Regions from separate parts of the Mus musculus genome. Here region 2 is linked to region 1. Evidence: chromatin contacts called from public HiChIP or PLAC-seq data. All regions are on one chromosome and are shown on one strand. Each heading gives the region's core, a stretch centred on a gene start, on an enhancer-like site or on the middle of the called end of the contact. The rest is flanking DNA. Distances are from core to core; before and after follow the strand shown. Region 1 overlaps Pip4k2b (phosphatidylinositol-5-phosphate 4-kinase, type II, beta). Region 2 overlaps Fbxl20 (F-box and leucine-rich repeat protein 20).

Region 1 (6,818 bases), core at 4,171-6,670:
CCTACTGCCCTCTCCCTGTTTGAGGCTGTCATTTCCTCGTGGGTCCTGCTTACTGACCATGAAAAGCAGAATTGAGCCATCCAAGGGTTTTGTGTCTTCTGTAGTGAGACCAGGTGCTTATTACACTTGCTCTGTAGGCCTGGGGTCTCCGCTCTTTGGAGGGTGTCTCAGTCTTCCCCAACTATCTGCAGCAAAGCTCCCTGCCCCCGTCTGTCCTGCTCTCAGAACAGGCTGTCAGGTAACAGACTCTTGGTCGCCAGCAGCCTTTCCCTTCACAGCTGAGGCTCAGAGGAGAGGCAGACAGGAGAGACAGTAGACGTGACTCTGTGACTTTTCTCTCTTGACAGTGAGAAAGACAAGATCACCACCAGGACGCTGAAGGCCCGGATGGACTAACCTGTGCTCTGGTCCCATCTCCCTTTTGTTTTTCTTTTTAATAAAATTGCCTTTCTTTCATGCCTGCCTGCCTGCCTTTGTTTCTGCAGCTTTGTCCCCATCAGGGAGAGTCCAGTACAGAGCGAGCAACTTTATCTCAGTTGTCTTTGGTCCCATCCTACCCCCACTCCACCCCCTTTTGTGGTGCAGGGAATTGAACCTGGGCCCTCCGACACACTGAGCACACATTCTCTACTGAGCTACATCTCAACCCTGTGTTTCCTTTTGGACTTGCCCTTGCTGCGTTGGCACACCTGGGGCCCCCTACTAGGCACCAGTGGATGCCCTCGCTACGCTGGGCTGTGCTGTGCAGAGCAGGCTGGGCTGCTGTGCAGAGCGTGCCTTACCTAACGTAGAACTCAGTCATTGTGAGCCAAGGCAGTTAAGAGCAGCCTTAGATGAAAAGCACCCATACACGTGTCTAAATCCGCTTGCTAAGTGGTGGTGTGCAAGGAGATAAGCCCATGTTCCAATTGTCCCCAAACCTGGGTCCCTCTCATTCAGCTCAGCTGGCAGTCTCCCAGTCTTCCAGTGCCTCAATGGGATTTGGCCAAGGACTGGTGAGTGATCTAGGTCAGTGTTGTTTATCTTTGTCTTCAGTTCATCACTTTGGCAGGGAGAGGTGGGCGTGCTCGCCAAGCTGATTTCACTGACCACCGAGAATACTGTCTGGCACACTCTAACCTGCAGTAGATCCAGTACGTGGATGTCTGCATGGTTCCCGGTAGCCTCTGAATGTTCTGCGGGCCCATTCAAACTGATTCCTATTGAAAATAATCTTTTTGTGGTGCTGGGGGAATCAAACCCAAGGCTTTCAGTATTAGGCAGTATTCTACCACCAACCACAGCCCAGGGCGTCCAGGCTCCAGGGACCTTCCTACCTATGCTTTGCGGACTGGGTTAGAGATCCACACAGGCCTGGGGTGGGGGGGGGGAATTTGAAATTTTTGTTTTTTAGCTTTATGAATCAGAAGGTCTGAGATGAGCTAAGTTTTGTTTCTGAATCTCAGCTGCCACTGACATAGATGGTCCAAGTCTACACTGAGAGCTACTAAAAATTTTTTTAAAAAGATTTATGTGTATGAATACGCAAGTATGCCTGTGGCCAGAAGAGGGCATCAGATTCCATTACAGATGGCTGTGAGCCACCATGTGGTTGCTGGGAATCAAACTCAGGACCTATGGAGGAGCAGTCAGTGCTCTACTCCTCCCTGCCTTTTTGGTGTGTGTGTGTGTGTGTGTGTGTGTGTGTGTTTCTGTCTGTCGGTCTGTCCTGGAAATGGAACCCAGGACCCCGCACATGCTAAGTGCTGTACCACTGAGATACACCGTCCAGCCCAAGTACTAGCCTTTAAAGTACAAGTATATAGATGGATAGCTGAAGGCTCACAAGGATGCTGTATTCAAAGCTACACAGGCAGTTGGGATACATGGCTCCTAGGCACTGTCTATGCACAGCTGAAGGGAGGAGGGGGCCGTGGCACATGGTAATATTATCTTGTGGGCAGGCTGCCCAGTGCTGTGAGGTCAGTATTGCTCAACAATTGCACCTCAGAACGGACTGCTGCCACACTGCTGCTCCAAACCATATACTGATTTTTGCCTCTAAAACTGGGACAAAAACATTCTAATTCTGAAGGAGGGTGGGTTGCATCTCAAAGGACTCACATACCAGATGTACACAAAGCTTTTCGAGTTTTATTTTGTCCTCCCATTTGGAGATTCTTTTTTAACATGCATGCATTTTAAAACAGTAACAGAGGCTCGAACTGTTCAGAGCAGACATTAGACAAGCACAGGGGTGAAAATTCCTATTTTTAAAAAAATGGAGCTTGCAGCCGGAAATGGACAAGTCACATGTGGTGGGTAGAACTTTAATCCTGCGGGCCCAAAGATGACTCTAGATTTCATTCACATTTCGTGTGTGCAATGTTCTGACCAGCCGCTGAGATGTGCTAAGCAGATGGTCCCCCTAAATGTATGGGCTCCCACCTTGAAAAATGGCTGTGGGCAAGGGACAGGCTCTTCGGGTGTCCTCAGCCTCTTTCCTGGTGACTCAACCTGAAGGACAGCTACGTCTCACTTCCCCTTGGTGACACTCATCCTAAGTGGCACACTTCAGAGGACTGGGACCACGGCTGGCAGATTTTGGCTAGCTGTCTAAATGTGTTTCCCTTTGAGACCCCCTACCCCCACCCCACCGGCCATTACTGCTGGTGAGGTCTCTAAACTTGGGAAACCACAAGGCCAGAGCTCTGAGGGCTGTCTCGGTGCACTGTCCTTTCTGCCCGAAATACTTGAGTCGGTCAAGCACTAGAAACAGCTAATGGTTTTTCCCTCTCAACCTGAATTGTTAAAAAGACAACTGGGGTTGGGGTGGGGTGGGGTGGGGGACTGGCTACTGAGAAAGTCCTGGGTCTTTGGTCCACCTCCCCAGGGAGGCCTGGCACATGGTGAAGGGGGGAAGTCTCGACAGGAGTCCAGTCTCTCCTCCCTTGAGCACTGCTAGGGGACCTGTTCAGGCCTAAAGCCCAGGACTGAGAAAAGTGATTTTGGGGGGAGGGGGGTAAGGAGGGGGACAGCTGCCTGGGGGTGGGGTGGGGGACTATAGTGCCACTGAGAACAGCCTGGGGGCCACTCATGGCGCCAGCCACAGACCAGTAACCCCTGAGCTAGATAAGGATTTAGCACTGCAGCGGAACTGAACCGCACTCCTGGCGCTGCCCTGCAGACTGGGAACACGGCCTGAGGCCACTGCTTGGTGTCAGAGTGTTCATAGTATCCCTTGTGTCAGCTGGATGCGAGACATATTTTCTCAGTTCCACAGTTTCCACAGAAGGAATGGGGACTGGCTGCCACACAGTAATCGGGAGGGTAAGGGCCTGGGAATGGAATCCCCCCCTTTCCCCGCATCCAGACCTCACCCAGTTGTCCAGGACTCTATTCTTAAATGTCTATTTCTGGAAGACCCAACATGATTCTGGATGCCATAAGACAGTCTGGCTGTTCTTCACGGCCCTGAGGAGTCAAGCTAAGGGTCTTGTCTTCCCCTTGGCACCTGCTGCCCAGAGCGTGACTGGTGGGACTCAGGAAGAGGGGAGCAGATAAATGGGGGGAGGGGGTTATGTGGAGATTGAAGCCAAATAGCACATCTTTGTCACAAAGAGAAAGAAAACTTGTCTGAAATGAAGATAAATAGCTTTTAAACACACGAATGAATGCCAAGGAATCAGAAAGTCAAACCTCAGGGTTTTGAAGATGGCGCAGAGAATGACCTAAAAAACAAAACAAAACAAAACAAAAAAACAACAAACCTAAAATCCACCAAACCACAGCTTGAATATTTTGACCCACTCAACAATACTGTCAGGAAAACAGAGAGCTTGAAACAGAAAGCTACCTCTCAAAATTGTAAACAATATACAACGAAACGAAATAACCCCCCCCCCAAATCCCACCGTTAACCCAGTTAGCCGGCTGCAAACACACAACAGGATCAGCCAGGAGCTTCGACTTCCAAGCCTGGGGCAGATCCAGAGTCCTTACTCTTGATTGTGAGGTGAGAAATCAAGTCCAGACATTATTCCTACGTAACCCCTCTCCTACATTAAAATCCTTTCTCCTCGAATCACATGGTTTCTGAGTCCTTCCCCAAGTCCCCCGTGGTTCTGCCCACCAGAACCTTACCTGGTTCTCTTCCTGGGAAGGAGTGGGCCCCCACCTGCCTCACCCAATTGGCAGCCCCAGAGAAGCCCAAGACTGCCATCTTGCTTTTCCTGTCTTAGTTCAGTGCAGGGATAGGGAGGACACGGCACAGTGGCCACTCCCCAGCTCCCCAAGCTGAGCTGGGCCAGTTTGGGGGGCAGGCGTTGGGAATCATCTATTCACCCACGACAGCTTCACAAACCAGCTTCACATCTTTGGGGTTATCTACAAAAATCCATCTCATCCTAAATTCCGGATTCCTCCTGAGGGAGCTGGGAAGAGGTAGGGAGTTTACCTCCTCCAAGGGCAGGCCGGCGAGACCGTTTTGTTTTTCTTCCTGGCAACCACTTGCTCTGGTGGCATCAGAATGACTTGTGTAGCTCCCTTCTGAGGCCCTGGGCCAGAATCCTGAAGGAGGCTGCGGGCTGTCACTCTTTCCAAGGAGGACCGGGGGCAGATCCCAAGTCCAGAAAGAGTGAGGGTGACAAGGAAAATCCGTCAGCCCTGGGGCTGGGGGATGGGCAAAGCCCCGTGTCAGGCCTCCAAACAAACAGGCTTTCCTGGGGTCACCTCCTCAGGTGACTCAGGCAACCTCAGGTGGAGCACCTTGCTGGCTAAAGCTGTCCAGGTGAGAAGTCACAGGCACAGGAGCCAGACACACCTGCACGGCGGGCCAGGCTTGGAGTGGCAGCTCTGCGATGAGCTCTGCATTGACCATTTGCCAGTTACAGGCGACTGCACCCAGAGGTCAGTAGTTAGGATATGGAGGGTGCATACGGGCCCGGTTTACACATCTTAGTTTCTGGGATTTTCCCAAAGGGAAACAGTCATCGAAACACAGGGGCCCCAATAAATGCCACGATGCTTGATAGTTCCTCTGGAGCCGGTGGGTGGCGGCCTTGACAGACATCAGAATTCCACTCAGAGGCGCAGGTGGCCGGGGTGGTGATCTCTGGGTTCTTTGAGAACCGGCTGTCTGAGGGCTGCTTCCTGGTCATTCACCGTCTCATGAAGACGAACCTGTTCCCCTCTGAGGCCTCTGACTCCGGTCCAAGGCGTCAGGGTCAACCTGCCATGTTCTTCTGTGAGGATGGGGTGAGGGAGCCAAGGTTTCACTTGGCTCCAAGGTGGAAGCATGAGGGGGGGAGGGGTGATGCACAATACTCCAGGAAATAAAAGAGTCCATCTAGGTGAGAACAAACCGTGGCTGACTGAGGTGTCTGAGCAACTGCTCTTCTCGTCCCTTGTGCTGGCCTGAACTGAAGGGAACTGAGAGCCTGACAGGAAGAGGGAGGGCCCCGAGGGTGATGACATACAGCATTAGAAAGAGCAATCCTGGAGCAGTGAATTGAAGAAACAAACCCAAAGAAACCCACAAAGTCAACTCCAGCTCCCGGGTATCATAGGTTACGGAGATACCGAAGAGGAAACCCTGTTTTAACCAGGGGCAAAAGAGGCGGATCGAGGGTGCTCGGGAAGTAAGGCTGCATCCTGTGAGCACGTGCAAACAGCCCGTCCCCTTCTTCCTTCAGGTCACAGGCTGCAGTCCCTTAACTAAAGCCCTCGCAAGCCCCCACTCTGCTCCCCACCCTCCCGGCCCAGATATACCCTCTCCCTCTCCCGATCCCCGACCCCTGGTCCAGCAGTCTGGCTCTGGCAGAAGGCAGAGATGATTACGTCAGGATGTTGGACATGAACTCGTTGAAGCGTTTTGAGTACTGCTCCGGGTTCACAGTGGAGATCTCAGCCCCTGCCTGGAACACACAAGACATGGACTTGGGTCAGAGGTTCAAGCCTGACCAGAAGCCCAGGAGGTGACAGCTGAGAGGCATGGAGTCTGCTGGGGCTTTTCTATTTATTGTTTAGAAAACAAACAAACAAACAAACAAACAACAACAACAACAAAAACCACTTAATTTTAAGACTACTGGTTCTGGTTCTCAACCTTCATGGTTTTGGGTGTGGCCAGTGCTGACTGAATTTAGTCTTCCTGCCTCAGTCTCACAAGCACTGGTGTGTCATTAGACAATGAGCCTGTCATTCAGCACCAAGGATCACCAGGCTGGGCAGGCCACCTAAGGAAGTGGCTTGTATGTCACATCAGAGCTCTCTGGGGCTCTCCTCTGACTGACACACTCACTTTAGAAGTAGAAAGACAACGTAGAGGTGGCACAAAGGTCCTGGCCTCTGTGGGGGACAGTGTGTGGGGAGCCCGGTCTGTGGGGAGCACTGTGCGCGTGTAAACAAAGCTATTCTTGGCTGTTCAACAAGATGTGCAGCGCCCAGCAGCCCCCGGGGGAAGGCAGCCGGCAGCTCAGGCCCAAAGGCCAGACAACTCCTGGGAAAACCAAGGTGTGTTTATCACCTGGCCAGGCTGGGCAGAGATGGAAACGCAGGCAGACAAGGGAAGGCAGCGGGGTTGCTCTCCGACGCAACTGGGGAGAAGGGCACGGGCACTTCCCCAGAGCACCCTCTGGGCGCTCTGAGAGGGGCACAGATGTACTGCACTAGGCTGGGCCCGGAGGAGGCTGGGAACCCACTCACCCCATGTTTCACCGTTTTGGCGGCGTGTGCAGCTTTCTTCTTAGCGTCATAGGGTGTGAGGATGTCAATGATGGCCATGAAATAGACCTCCTTCTTAGGGGCACCTGCACAGAGAGGATAAAACGTGTCTGGGG
Region 2 (6,764 bases), core at 857-3,356, 400 kb after region 1:
TTTTTTTTTTTTGGCGAGACAGGGTCTCTCTGTGTAGCCCTGGCTGTCCTGGAAGTCACTCTGTAGATCAGGCTGGCCTCGAACTCATAAATCCGCCTGTCTCTGCCTCCCAAGTGCTGGGACTAAAGGCGTGTGCCACCACACCCGGCTCCAAGTCTTGCTTCTGATTTATCTTGTTTTCTGTGTATGATTGTTCTGCTTGCATGCATGCACGTGTGTGTGTGCACACAGGTATATATACACGTATACATTACATACATATTCATTACATACACACACACACACACACACACACACACATATACATATACATATACATATACATATACATATACATATACATATACATATACATATATACAAACTGTATGTTTGGTCCCTACAGGTATCAGAAAAAGGCATGATATCCTTTGGAATTGAAGTTATGGGAGCCATAAGCCACGATGTGTGTGCTGGGAATCTAACCCGGATGCAATGTAAGAATACCAGTGCTAAGAGCTGCTGAGCCACCTCTCCAGCTCACCTCTCTGGTTTCCTGTCTGTTTGGGGGAAGAGGGGTTGAGATAGTCTGAGTGGCCCTGGTTATCCCAGGACTCTCAACTGTAGACCAGGCTGGGTTGGGATCACAGGTGTGTGCCAGCACTCTCAGCCCTTTTGTGTGTCTCTCCTCACAGATCTGGAGAGGCCATGCCAGACACCTGAGCTGTTATCTAGGTACTTTCCAGCACCATTATTTTAACCAAAATGCTACTCACTGGTATGCGAGCCTTTTTTAATCTACACTGTATAGAGCACATAAGTACTTCAGTGTATACTATGTTAGACTTTCACCACTGCACAAAATAGGTGATGATCACGTGATTTCAGGTTTTTATAACACAGTTATTTTGCTATGCTGTTGCTTAGATTGTTGGTTAGGTGGGATGGCAACATGAGGGGACATGTGATAGCCAGGAAGCAAAGAGAGAGAGAGGCACGGAGAGACCAGGTTCCCAATACTCCCCTCAAGGGCTCATATCTGACTAGGCCCTAACTCCTAAGGGCTATTCGACCTCCTAAGAGAACCAAAGACTAAGGACCAAGTCGTCTTAGGCTTTTGGAAGACATTCAGGATCCAAACTATAACAGCAGTTAACTACTTTATCATCTATATTACTATTAGAACTCTCTGGAAAGTCCTACTGCTCTAAGTAGGCTGGGCTGGAGAGATGGCTCAGGGGTTGAGCACTTGTTCTTATGGAGGACTCGGATTCAACTCCCAGCACCCACAAGGTGGCTCACAACCATCTGTAGCTACAGTTCCAGGGGATCCAAGGAGGACACTAGACATGCATGTGTGCACACGAATATATAAAGGCAAAATACACGTAAAATAAATGAAAAGCTAAAAGGAAAAAAAAGCAAAATGTTGCAGGATATTTGATCACACTGTGAATCCTGAGATTGTTTCTCTGTGTAGCCCAGGCTGGCCTTGAACTCAGAAATCCGCCTGCCTCTGCCTCCCAAGTGCTGGGATTAAAGGCGTGCGCCACCACACCAAGCTCTGAGATTGTGTTATTTACTGAAAAACCTGTTTCTAGGTGTGGTGAGGCTCAGCCTTTAGCACACACCTTTAATCCCTCTGGCTGGAATTCAGACACCCACTTAGTGCACTCCTTTAATAGTAAACACTGAAGGTAAAGTTAGTTTGTCGAAGGAAGCACCCAAGTTTAAAAGTGATGTCTAACTGGGTGGCAGGCAAAGTGACAAATCCGAGGAAGAGTTGACAGAACAGGATCTGCCCAACTCTCATGAGAAGAGAAAGGAAAGGGAAGCTACTTGAGGGGCAGTGCAGGGGGAGGGGCGAGCAGTTCTAATGGAACAGTTACACAGAGACAAGTTGCAGAGAAAACCAGCTGGACACAGGTAAAGACAGAATGAGCCAGAGGATGAGCAGGCGCCAGAAGATTAGAACAGATTGCGAGAGTTTGAGGTCAAACAGAACAAGTCAGGAGAAGCTGAGAGAAGCCAGATTGAATCGGTCAGCTTGGAGAGGAGTTTGAGGCAGAGCAGCTGAGTTGAATCAGCCAGTCAGAGCTCAGTGAGCACAAGAAAGGGTGAGCTTATTCAGCAGCAAGTCTCAGAGGCTGAAACATTCTAGGCCTACTAAAGATTGTATGGAGGCTACAAGCTCCTGGGACTGGGCCTAAGTTAACAAATGGAGGCAGGAAACTTCTTTTCTTTTTTTTTTTTCAAGACAGGGTTTCTCTGTGTAGCCCTGGCTGTCCTGGAACTCACTCTGTAGACCAGGCTGGCCTTGAACTCAGAAACCCTGCCTGCCTCTTCCTCCCGAGTGGTAGGATAAAAGGCGTGCTCCACCACGCCCGGATGGAGGCAGAAAACTTGAGACACCAATGTCTTCAGGAAGTAAAAGTAATCTCTACACAAAACAAGCCGCACACGGCAGCCACTACCTTCTGTAACTCCGTCCCAGAGGGGCCAATGCCCTCTTTTGGCCTGTGGTTACTGTACACATCTGATACACAGATAGCCATGCAGAAAAAACACCCAAGCACAGAAAGTAAATAATGTCCTGTAGGAATCCTCTGTCATTTCTCTTTGACCATACTGGGCCCATGCTCCGCGGTAGAGGAATGCCAGCCAAGTGCGTCTGCTGGGAAGTGAAACCTGTTCACTTCCAGGTTCACTGTGATAATGATCAGGAAGGATCAGGAAGGATGAAAACGAACGGGGGGGGGGGGGGGGGGGAAGAGCTCGCTTCTCAGGCTGACCACGTGCTCTGAGGTCAGGGGCCTCCTGGGAGTTTCTCTTTCTTTTTTGAAAAAATACAAAAGTAGGCCGAACGATGGGCCTGGCGGCGCATACATTTAGTCCCAGTGCTCAGGAGGCAGAGGCAGGTGCATCTCAAGTTTGAGGCCAGCCTGGTCTACACAGTGAGCCAGGGCTGTAGAGATGGACAGTGTTTCAAACAAAACAAAAAATGTTTTACTGGGGTAAAATCATGGTTATTAGAATGCTTATTTTGCAATAAAAAATGGTAATTCTATTACGTGTTTACCTAAAACATAGAAAATTACCTTTGATCCACAACTAAATCAGGTCATGACATCTCACAAATGTCTATAACTCCAGTTACAAGGGATTCTATGCCCTCTTCTAGCTTCCAAAGGCACCCAACATGCACATGGCATACACATGTATGTAAACAGAAACCCAGATTCATATAATTAAAATTCAGGAGGGAGAAGTAGATTGACTCAAAGAATTTTTGTTCTTGCTTTTTCGTGTTGAGACAAGGGTTCTACAAAGTTCTGGCTGTCCTGGAACTTTGTAGACCAGGCTGGCCTCAACTTACAGCAGTCATCCTCCTTCTTCTGCTTCGAAAATGCTGTAATTAAAGGCATGTGCCACCATGCCAAGACAACTCTAGGACTTTGAGTTCATCTTGATGTACAGCTTGCAATCCAGACCAGCCAAGACTACAAAAACCACCAAATATCAATCAATCAATCAATAAAAACAAGGGCTGGTGAGATGGCTCAGTGGTTAAGAGCACTGACTGCTCTTCCAAAGGTCGGGAGTTCAAATCCCAGCAACCACATGGTGGCTCACAACCATCTGTAATGAGATCTGATGCCCTCTTCTGGTGTGTCTGAAGACAGCTACAGTGTACTTACATATAATAAATAAATAAATCTTAAAAAAAATAAAAGGAGCCGGGCGTGGTGGCGCATGCCTTTAATCCCAGCACTCCGGAGGCAGAGGCAGGCGGATTTCTGAGTTCAAGGCCAGCCTGGTCTACAAAGTGAGTTCCAGGACAGCCAGGGCTATACAGAGAAACCCTGTCTCGAAAAACCAAAAAAAAATAAATAAATAAAAAAAAAATAAAAGGCCATTGACCTCATGAGAAATACAAAGTTTTGCAAAACCAGTGTAGAAACGTACTGTCACTGAAACAGTCATTAAGACTTTAGACCTGAAGCCTGGTGTGCTGGTTCCTTTTAGCACTCACGAGGCTGAGTCAGGATGATTGCTGAAGGCTCAAGGCCAGTCAGAGTTACACTGGAAGGACTCTCAAAACCACCAGTAGACACAAAGCATATTGGAACTTATAGGTAGTTCATGAGGCGACCAGAGAGTACTTTTATCAGGGAATAGGGTAGAAAAAGAGTGGACTTTTCTTTTTTGTCTGTTTGTTTTTCTTTCAGTTTTTCCCAGACAGGGTTTCTCTGTGTAGCCCTGGCTGTCCTGGAACTCACTCTGCAGACCAGGCTGGCCTTGCACTCACAGAGATCTGCCTGCCTTTGCTTCCCATGTGCTGAGATTAAAGCTCTGTGTCACCATCGCCCAGGCAGTGACTAATCTTTGACTAGGTTACAATGTATTGACAAGGTGATCATCTATCAACACCTTGCCCTTGGACTTCCCAGTCTCCAGAACTCGTGAGAAATAAACTGTATTCATCATGTGCTTTATCTAGGTCAACTATTTTGTCGTAGCAGTGCGTATGTCTGAAACCTATCAAAAGGCTGGCTGACGGGAACCTCACTTGAGGGAACCCTAACTGAAGGAGGAGCATGGCTTCTCTATGTGCACTTCTGTGGTGTGTGCACTCTGACTCTCCAGAGTCCACTTCATTCGAGCTGACTAGTGTGGGGCAGTTAAAGTGAGTGGTTCAGACTGGACTAACTGGGCTACAATCTGTGAGAAGATATTACTAGGGATCAATATTAACTATTTCTATACCCAGAGCAAACAGAAAGACAGTAGTCTGGTATTTGCCAGTGGCCATCAAGTACCCATAAGGAAAAGCAGCTTTAAAGGCCAATAACTGGCTGGTTACCACAGAACCCACAACTTGGCTTAAAATCTTGCAGGTCCCTAAACCAATCAACCTGATAGCCTGTTTTATTTTTCCATTTCAGTTTACCTAAAATAATCTCCATATTGTTTGGTTGGGGTTGAAAGAGTGTTAATTACTGGCAGTTGAAAACAGCTTCAAGGGCTGGAGAGATGGCTCAGCAATTAAGGGCACTGGCTGCTCTTCCAGAGTTCCTGAGTTCAATTCCCAGCAACCACATGGTGGCTCACAACCATCTGTAATGGGATCCGATGCCCTCTTCTGGTGTGTCTGAAGAGAGCAATGGTATACTCATATACATAAAATAAATACATTTTTTTTAAAGTATCTTTTTTTTTTCCTTTTGGTTTTTCGAGACAGGGTTTCTCTGTGTAGCCCTGGCTGATCTCACTCTGTAGACCAGACTGGCCTCGAACTCAGAAATCTGCCTGCCTCTGCCTCACAAGTGCTTGGATTAATGGCGTTCGGCACCACCGCCCAGCTAGCTTGTAAATCTTGATAGCATCAATTGTTTCATGGATTATTATTTTAGGGAGAATGTACAAGTCCTATTGAATGGAGGTGACCCCTGCCTTCTTTCTAACTTTAAAGGCAATGCTTTTTTGATGTAATCACCTAGCAGCCAGGGATGTTAACATCGATCTGCATGCTCTCTATTCATCTAGAGCATTGTTCACAGAACGTATCATGAACCTGTAGGTAGAGAAGTAAATAGATTTTCATTTTGTCATTTTTTTTTTGTAGCTGTATTAAAGTTTTTAGACTCAACTACCAGCTGTCAGATTCTAGTTTTTTTTCTTACACGGCTAAATCATTTTTCTTGAACGGTTTCTAATTTCATTAGAGTAATATCTTGAGCATGAATCATTTAGATGAATAAGGTAGACAGGGTGTGGCAGTGCACACCTGTAATCCCAGCACTTGGGAAGCAAAGTCAGGCAGACCTGAGTTCAAGGATAGCCAGGGCCATATAGTGAGCATAGTGACACCCTGTCTCAAAAAAAAAACAAACAAACAAACAAACAAACAAAAAAAACCCAACAACCAAAAAAAAAGGAAACAAGTTTTCTTCAGTAATTTCAAACTTAGAAAAAAGTCACAGTATAGACCAAAGCAGTGCTGACCCCAACATTGCAAACCCAGTGTGGACCCCATCAGTGCAGACCGCAACACTGCAGACCCAACAGTGCAACCCAGCAGTGCAGACCCCAGCTCCCCTTTTCTGCTGACACGGTGATACCTTCACCCACATGGATTCCCAGCACCCAGGAGGCTGAGACCAGGAGATGATGACACAGAAGCCAACCTGAACTATATTTGGAAATCGAACAAAAACCCAGTTGGGTGGACATGTAGTAACGGAGGAGGGACTGACCCTCCTAAACAGCTTCGTGGAAAACAGCCTGGCAGTTCTCAAAAAGCTAAATTTAGAAATATCACATCACCAGCACTCCCACTTTTATAGTTAGGACAGTAATAATAATTGGGCTGAGGACTGGTAAAATGGCTCTGTGAAGGAAGAAAGGCGTTTGCCAATATGCATGGAGTTCTGTGTTGGATCCCTAGGACCCCTGCCCCCAAATAAATAAATGGAACCAAGTAGTTAGAATGGCTATAGTAGCACTATTGATAATAGTCAAAAGTACAAATAGCCCAGTTACTATAAAAAGAAGAGTAAACAGTGTGGCACATCCATACTCTGGACTGTTTCTTTATCTTAAAAAGAACAAAATATAAATATATCCTGTGACCTGTATGCATGTTTGGAAGAAGTCAGACACAAGAGCCTAATGACTCTATCCCTATTATAGGAAATGTCCTGGGTAGACAAGTCCATGGAGGCAGAAAGTAGAGTGCAGTTGCCTGGGGCTGGAGACAGAACTGATACCCAGAAGGATTCTGT

The links. HiChIP or PLAC-seq counts read pairs in DNA pulled down with a chosen protein or histone mark.
Region 2: an H3K27ac HiChIP or PLAC-seq map of microglia shows a contact between it and region 1, with 6 times the contacts expected there. The contact joins two enhancer-like sites. A contact is called at or near these places in 1 of 484 Hi-C or Micro-C datasets (embryonic stem cells) and 1 of 115 datasets of contacts at active chromatin or transcription factors (microglia).

Annotation. Positions count from the first base shown.
Region 1 is chr11:97,713,046-97,719,863 of GRCm38.p6, forward strand. Pip4k2b (phosphatidylinositol-5-phosphate 4-kinase, type II, beta) reads right to left here. Exons shown (of 10, transcript NM_054051.1): 9 at 6,685-6,788; 10 at 2,112-5,894. The coding sequence ends at 5,814. Psmb3 (proteasome (prosome, macropain) subunit, beta type 3) reads left to right here. Exons shown (of 6, transcript NM_011971.4): 6 at 348-455. The coding sequence ends at 396. Among named protein-coding and RNA genes, the nearest start is that of Psmb3, 13 kb to the left of the region's middle. Within about 2 kb of position 5,421, at least 99 of the 459 cell types and tissues checked have an H3K27ac peak or open chromatin away from gene starts, as enhancers often do. A contact at or near this core is called in microglia, where this site is marked.
Region 2 is chr11:98,119,240-98,126,003 of GRCm38.p6, forward strand. All of the region lies in intron 2 of Fbxl20 (F-box and leucine-rich repeat protein 20), which reads right to left. Among named protein-coding and RNA genes, the nearest start is that of Fbxl20, 27 kb to the right of the region's middle. Within about 2 kb of position 2,107, at least 18 of the 459 cell types and tissues checked have an H3K27ac peak or open chromatin away from gene starts, as enhancers often do. A contact at or near this core is called in microglia, where this site is marked.